Linked DNA regions of Triticum aestivum: region 2 is linked to region 1. The links are chromatin contacts, called in public Hi-C maps. All regions are on one chromosome and are shown on one strand. Each heading gives the region's core, a stretch centred on a gene start, on an enhancer-like site or on the middle of the called end of the contact. The rest is flanking DNA. Distances are from core to core; before and after follow the strand shown. Region 1 holds the start of LOC123135973 (3-isopropylmalate dehydratase large subunit, chloroplastic). Region 2 has its middle 16 kb from the start of LOC123135094.

What was found. Hi-C and Micro-C count contacts between places; a contact is called where the count stands out from the background.
Region 2: a contact with region 1 is called in a Hi-C map of leaf, with 2.5 times the contacts expected there. The contact joins the enhancer-like site here to the promoter of LOC123135973 in region 1. A contact is called at or near these places in 2 of 5 Hi-C or Micro-C datasets (both in leaf).

The regions. Positions count from the first base shown.
Region 1 is chr6B:93,964,713-93,967,570 of IWGSC CS RefSeq v2.1, forward strand. It overlaps LOC123135973 (3-isopropylmalate dehydratase large subunit, chloroplastic), which reads left to right and starts at 1,507. Exons shown (of 13, transcript XM_044555247.1): 1 at 1,507-1,719; 2 at 1,818-2,264; 3 at 2,374-2,442; 4 at 2,523-2,639. The coding sequence starts at 1,666.
Region 2 is chr6B:94,126,934-94,129,791 of IWGSC CS RefSeq v2.1, forward strand. No RefSeq gene overlaps it. Among protein-coding and RNA genes, the nearest start is that of LOC123135094, 16 kb to the left of the region's middle. Within about 2 kb of position 1,483, at least 5 of the 8 cell types and tissues checked have an H3K27ac peak or open chromatin away from gene starts, as enhancers often do. A contact at or near this core is called in leaf, where this site is marked.

The DNA.
Region 1 (2,858 bases), core at 257-2,756:
AAGCTAAAACAGGGAGATGCTACAAAATCAATCCTCATCCAAGTGAGTGTTTCACCTTCAACGCCGAGGAGTTTGTGGAGTTTTTTCCAATAAGACTGTGTGAAGAATTTGATAGCATTTGACCGTGTGAAGAATTGGATATCCTTTTTACGTCTGGTTATGTGGTTATATCTACAATATATAACTAGATTTTTTTTTGAAACAAAGCAAAAGATTTGCCATTTCATTGATTAAAAGGAGGTTTAGACAGGCCACGAAGTGGTTAGAAATAGAATCTACGCGGCATTACAATATCCAAATGCTTGGCACCCGCCAACGTCCAAAGTGACAACTCCTCTTTTGTCTTACTAATGACGACCGTTGTAGGTGCGGCCGTGTTGCGGAAAACTCTAGCATTGCGCTCCGTTCAAATTTCCCAGGGGATTAGTGTCATGAGTGAGGCAAGCGCCTTGCGGGATTCGGAGCGAAGATATACGTTTCCTTTCCACCATTCCCACACCGAGCCCCTCGCTGACCAAGTAGTAGTATGAATGTGATCCATGCCAAGCCAGTGAAGAATATCGTTCCACACACGAAGGGTGAAATGACATTGGAAAAGTAAGTGGGCTGTTGTCTGTGGCCTTTGCTTGCAAAGAGGGCATAGCCCGCAGTTGGGCCACCCACGTCGAGTAAGGCTATCCGATGTCCAGATTCTATCTTGAAAAACAAGCCAGGTGAAAAATTTGCACGGCGGAGGAGCCCACACCTTCCTTACCGATAGGACCATTGCCGACGTAGTTAAACTGTGCCTTGTAAGCTGAGGAAGCAGAGTACGCCCCATCCTTGTGAAAACATCATGAAGAAAAGGGCGTGTGCCTATAATTTACCCTAAAAAACTGCTCAGAGTTATCACCCTTAATACTTACTAATCGTAGCCCATATAAAAAACTTATACAACCATAGCTATATTTATTCAAATTCTCTCCAAAGAAAAAGACAAAACCTGCATATGCACAATTACGCCACCAATAAAAACGCAATAGCTACATGTAGTAGGCAAAACCTACACCACTAAAGGTCATCCATCACCACCTGATCTCACTCGAACGACTGAAAACACGAACATTACCTCACACACGCATCAACCGAGTTCTCGCTCAAATTGACCACTCCCATTTCCGCGATGCCACGCCGCCGCCCCTGGCGGGACATCGCTTTGCATCCTAGCTGCCACCATTCTGTGTTTTAAGCATCACACCGAGCACGCTCGTCGCTTGTATTTCTGTTCTCGGTGCATTTCTCAAAGGACTTGGAATGAAGCAATTTGGCGTGAGGTGGTTAGATTTCCAATTAAAAATAACCAAAAAAGGGTCAACTTTCTAATGCCTTTAAAAATTGTGTTTGAGCCATCATCCGTTGAATTTCTCTTCTTGGGTTCTTGCGGACACTCGACAGGTAGTAGAATGCAATCCCCGTTGTGCTACAGACACCTCAAAGCTCAAACCCACGCGCCACCGTCCAACCTCAATCGGACGGCCAAAATCGAACACGTAACCTCACACACCCTTATATTACCTTCCGCCTGTGACCCCCCTTCGCCCACACGCCCGACTCGTGCTCGCCACGGCCGCACTACCCCCCAATCCCCCTCTATTGACCTCAAGGTGTTCGACCGCGCGCGCCGCCATGGCCTCCATCTCCGCCGCCGCCAAGGCCACCTCCGCCGCCTTCGCGCACAAGGTTTCCTTCCTCTCCCCTCCCCTCCTTCCTCCTCTCCTCGCCCCCCTCCAGCTTCTCACCCAGCTGACCCCTCCGCCCCCTTGCTCTCCCCGCCGCAGAAGGAGCTCGCCGCGGCGGTGCCGCCGCAGCAGCTCGCGAGGAGCCGGCGCGCGCGGGCCGGGCGCGTTCGCGCGGTTGCGACGCCGACCCGCGCGCCGCGCTCCCCCGCGTCCACCGGCTCGGTGAAGAGCCCTATGACGACGACGGAGAAGATCCTGGCGCGGGCGTCGGAGCGCGCGAGCCTCGAGCCCGGGGAGAACGTGTGGGTGGACGTGGACGTGCTCATGACGCACGACGTCTGCGGGCCCGGCACCATCGGGATCTTCAAGCAGGAGTTCGGGGAGGACGCCAAGGTGTGGGACCGCGAGAAGGTCGTCATCATCCCCGACCACTACATCTTCACCAGCGACGAGCGGGCCAACCGGAATGTCGACATCCTCAGGGACTTCTGCGAGGAGCAGAAGATTAAGTACTTTTACGACATCAAGGACCTCAGCGACTTCAGAGTATATGTCTTGCTGATTCGTTCCATTTACAGCTTCCTGATTGAGGTTCATGCAAGTAAAAGCAAGATGATTTATGTGCTTAAAAAGGCTTTAAACTATTGGGTTATAGGCAAATCCGGACTACAAAGGTGTTTGCCACATTGCGCTCGCCCAAGAAGGTCACTGCCGACCAGGCGAGGTATTTTTACTGACTACACCAAGTACTGGAAGCTTGTGATTTTGCTGTACATGCTTAACCTGGTTCATGTTCATGTGTAGGTTCTCCTTGGTACTGATTCTCATACCTGCAATGCTGGAGCCTTTGGTCAGTTTGCAACTGGAATCGGGAACACTGATGCAGGTTTTGTGATGGGAACGGGAAAGGCTCTTCTCAAGGTATGCAAGCATGTTAAATTACTTCCGGATAGAATTTGAAAAATAGTCTTACCATGAAAACAGATGGGACATATCTTTCTCAGTCTGAGCAATCTTTGGTTCTGTATCTCAGTTATGTGTCAGGGTTTCTTCATTTGTTTGTCACATTCTGTACATTATTATATCATACTGTATTATACTCCGTATGTTTATCGCGCAAATATGGAAACTTAAGATGTG
Region 2 (2,858 bases), core at 233-2,732, 160 kb after region 1:
AGAAATTGAGTTGTTGGAAGGGCAAGCTCATGTCGTACGGAGGTTGACTGGTTTTGATAAATTCGGTTTTGACGAGTTTGCCAATGTTCCTCCTATCCTTTTTTGAGGTACCGGTAGGGGTACAGAAAAGACCGGACTTTTATAGATCTTGATTCTTTTGGCAAAGTGACGAGGCCAAGAAGAAGTACATATTGGCTAGATGGGATATTATTCGTAGACCAAAAGACCAGGATGGGATAGGGATCAAGAATTTAGAGGTCACAAATAGATGTCTGCTTAGCAAATGGCTATACAGAATATCTACTGAGACCGAGGGTATGTGGGTACAAACAGGGGCGAAGCGAGGATAAAAACCGAGAGGGGGCAAAGAGGTATACAATTTTTTTTCAGAAACATGTATACGAACTAATAGGTAGATCATTTAAAAAACCAACCTCACAAGCATACATATAATGTGTAAGAAGCAAAATCGTATACTTTCTTATAAGATAATATCATCACACACGTAACTATGACAAGTTCATTGCCAAAATAAAAGTAAACTAACCACTTAAGACAGAAAAACTCGCGAAATATGAATATGTCGTTCCTTTAAAGCGATTTCTAGCCTTCAAGCTCCAGCAAGAAAAAAAAATCATTTTTAAATACAGAAAGAATGTAAGCATTGACAGATAAAAATATAAGCTTTAGCACATTACCGAGTAAGCTTGTTTAGATGGACTATTTCAAGCATACCGGATTTTGCAAAAAATCTCTCCATTAGCTTTCCTGTCATTGTCAAATAGTTAAACAATAAATAGATTGACGTACATGAAGGCACATATAGATTTTATTCTACTACAACAGCCACATGCTTAAACTTAATTCATACGAAATTGTTACATGAAGCTAGGTTCAATCAACCTAACAACCTGTTTTTACCTTTTAAACATGCAACCAGGATAGACTAATAATAGGAAAATTAGAAAGCAATAGATCAGAACTGAACCTAGGGCTTCATGAGTCGCGCGCAGTGGCGGAGACAGGGGGGACCAGCAGGGGCCCTGGCCCCCCCTAACACTACTGATTTGAGTCTAGTATTAGTGTAAACTTTGATATTTTTGCTGCTAAAGTGATGTATTTTCATGAATTGGCCCTCTCTAACAAGACTTAACAATACTTGGCCCTCCTTATCCGAATTTCCTGGCTCCGCCACTGGTCGCGCGCTTCTTTTTTCCCTTCGGGACGGCGACGCGGCCGGCCGGCATGCACTGTATAGGTCGAGGCTGAATAACTGATCGTCGGAGGGGCGGCCGGTGCCGTGTAGGCGCGCAGCTGCCAAGCGGCGGCGGCTTCGGCTCGGTGGTCGCGCGAGAAGTAGGTTAGTCAGGACGAACGCGCACGTTTGTAGCAGATTCAGCCTGCTCGTATGCATGTGTGTGTTGTATTCTCTGTTGGGAAACGGTTCAGTTCGGCGCACCGGCCGAAATTGGACCGGTTCGTCCTCGTCGCACAGCGCACACGCACGTGGACCCACGTGGCTGCTTGATTACCGCTCGTGAAACCTTATCCTCACCCCCACGCGAATATCTATCCAGTTTCTTCCCCTGCCGCTTTTCTCTCTGTCACTCAATCCCCACAATCCCAACGCCGGTGACTGTGCTTGAGGCGCGCCGCGAGCGGGGAGCTGCGTCCATGAAGCGCCACCACGACGAGCTGCGCCCGCGGCCACGGCGAGCTGTGCCCATCGAGCGAGGTCGTGGAGCGGCCGGCCTGTGGCGGAGGCTGTTTGTGTCCTCGACCCGACAACGATGCGCAGAGGGGACGCGCTGGGGACCCGGTGCTGGAACCGGCATGGGGATCTGCTTCAACCAGCGGCGGGATTTGCTTCAACGGCGAGGATGGTGGTGGACGGCGACAACGGTGGCCATCGTGATAAGTTGTTCTTTTTTTAAGTTTTGCTGGAACTACTTTCGAATTTTGCTGGAACCATTTTCTCGATTTGCTGCAACAGGAGGGGACAATGTAGGGCGACCACGGCCGCAGGTGCCATGATTTTTGCTGCATAGATTTTTTGCTGGAACCAGCATTTTGACTTGTTGCAATTGGCAAGGATGGTGCTGGGCAGCTACAGCGACGACGCCATGATTTTTTTGTTTGCTGCATTGATCTTTTTTCTTCTTCTGAGGAACCATTTTTCATTTTTGCTGGAACTATATCAATTTTTTGTTGGAACCATGTGTGCTTTTTGCTGGAACCATATCAATGTATTTCGCTGGAATCATAGCATTTTTGCTGCAAACACATTATTATTTGCTGGAACCATATTAATTATTTGCTGGAACCATGTGTTTTGCTTTCAAGCTGGCGTTGCTTTGTTTTTTTTTTGCTGCAACCGACGAGCAGCGATGCCGACGGCGAGCGACGAGCGTTGGGGAACCAGCGGAGCTTTCAGGTCGCGCAGGCATGGAGGTCGCGCGGGCATGGATCGATGACACTTTTTGTGTTTAGTTTCCTTGTGCGGACGGGAAAGGACAGGAAAAGGGAAGGAAGAGGAGGCGAGATCTGACGGTTCGCTACTTCCAAATCGGATGGCTAGCAGCTGACCGGCCGAAAGATTAGGCCGGTGCGCCGGCGCGTATCGTTGTCCTTCTCTGTTAGATGGGCTGCTCCGTTCCTGCCTCTTTCTCATACACGGATAGATGGGCTTTAATAGAACAACACAAAAGTGGGCCAGTGGGGGCAAATATCCTGGTTTGAGTGGGGGCAATGTTCTATATCCCAGGCCGGGTATAAATGAGCCAAATAGTCGAGTGGGGGCATTCGCCCCCACGACCTTCAACGTAGATTTTTCCCTGGGTACAAATCTTGCGGAATAA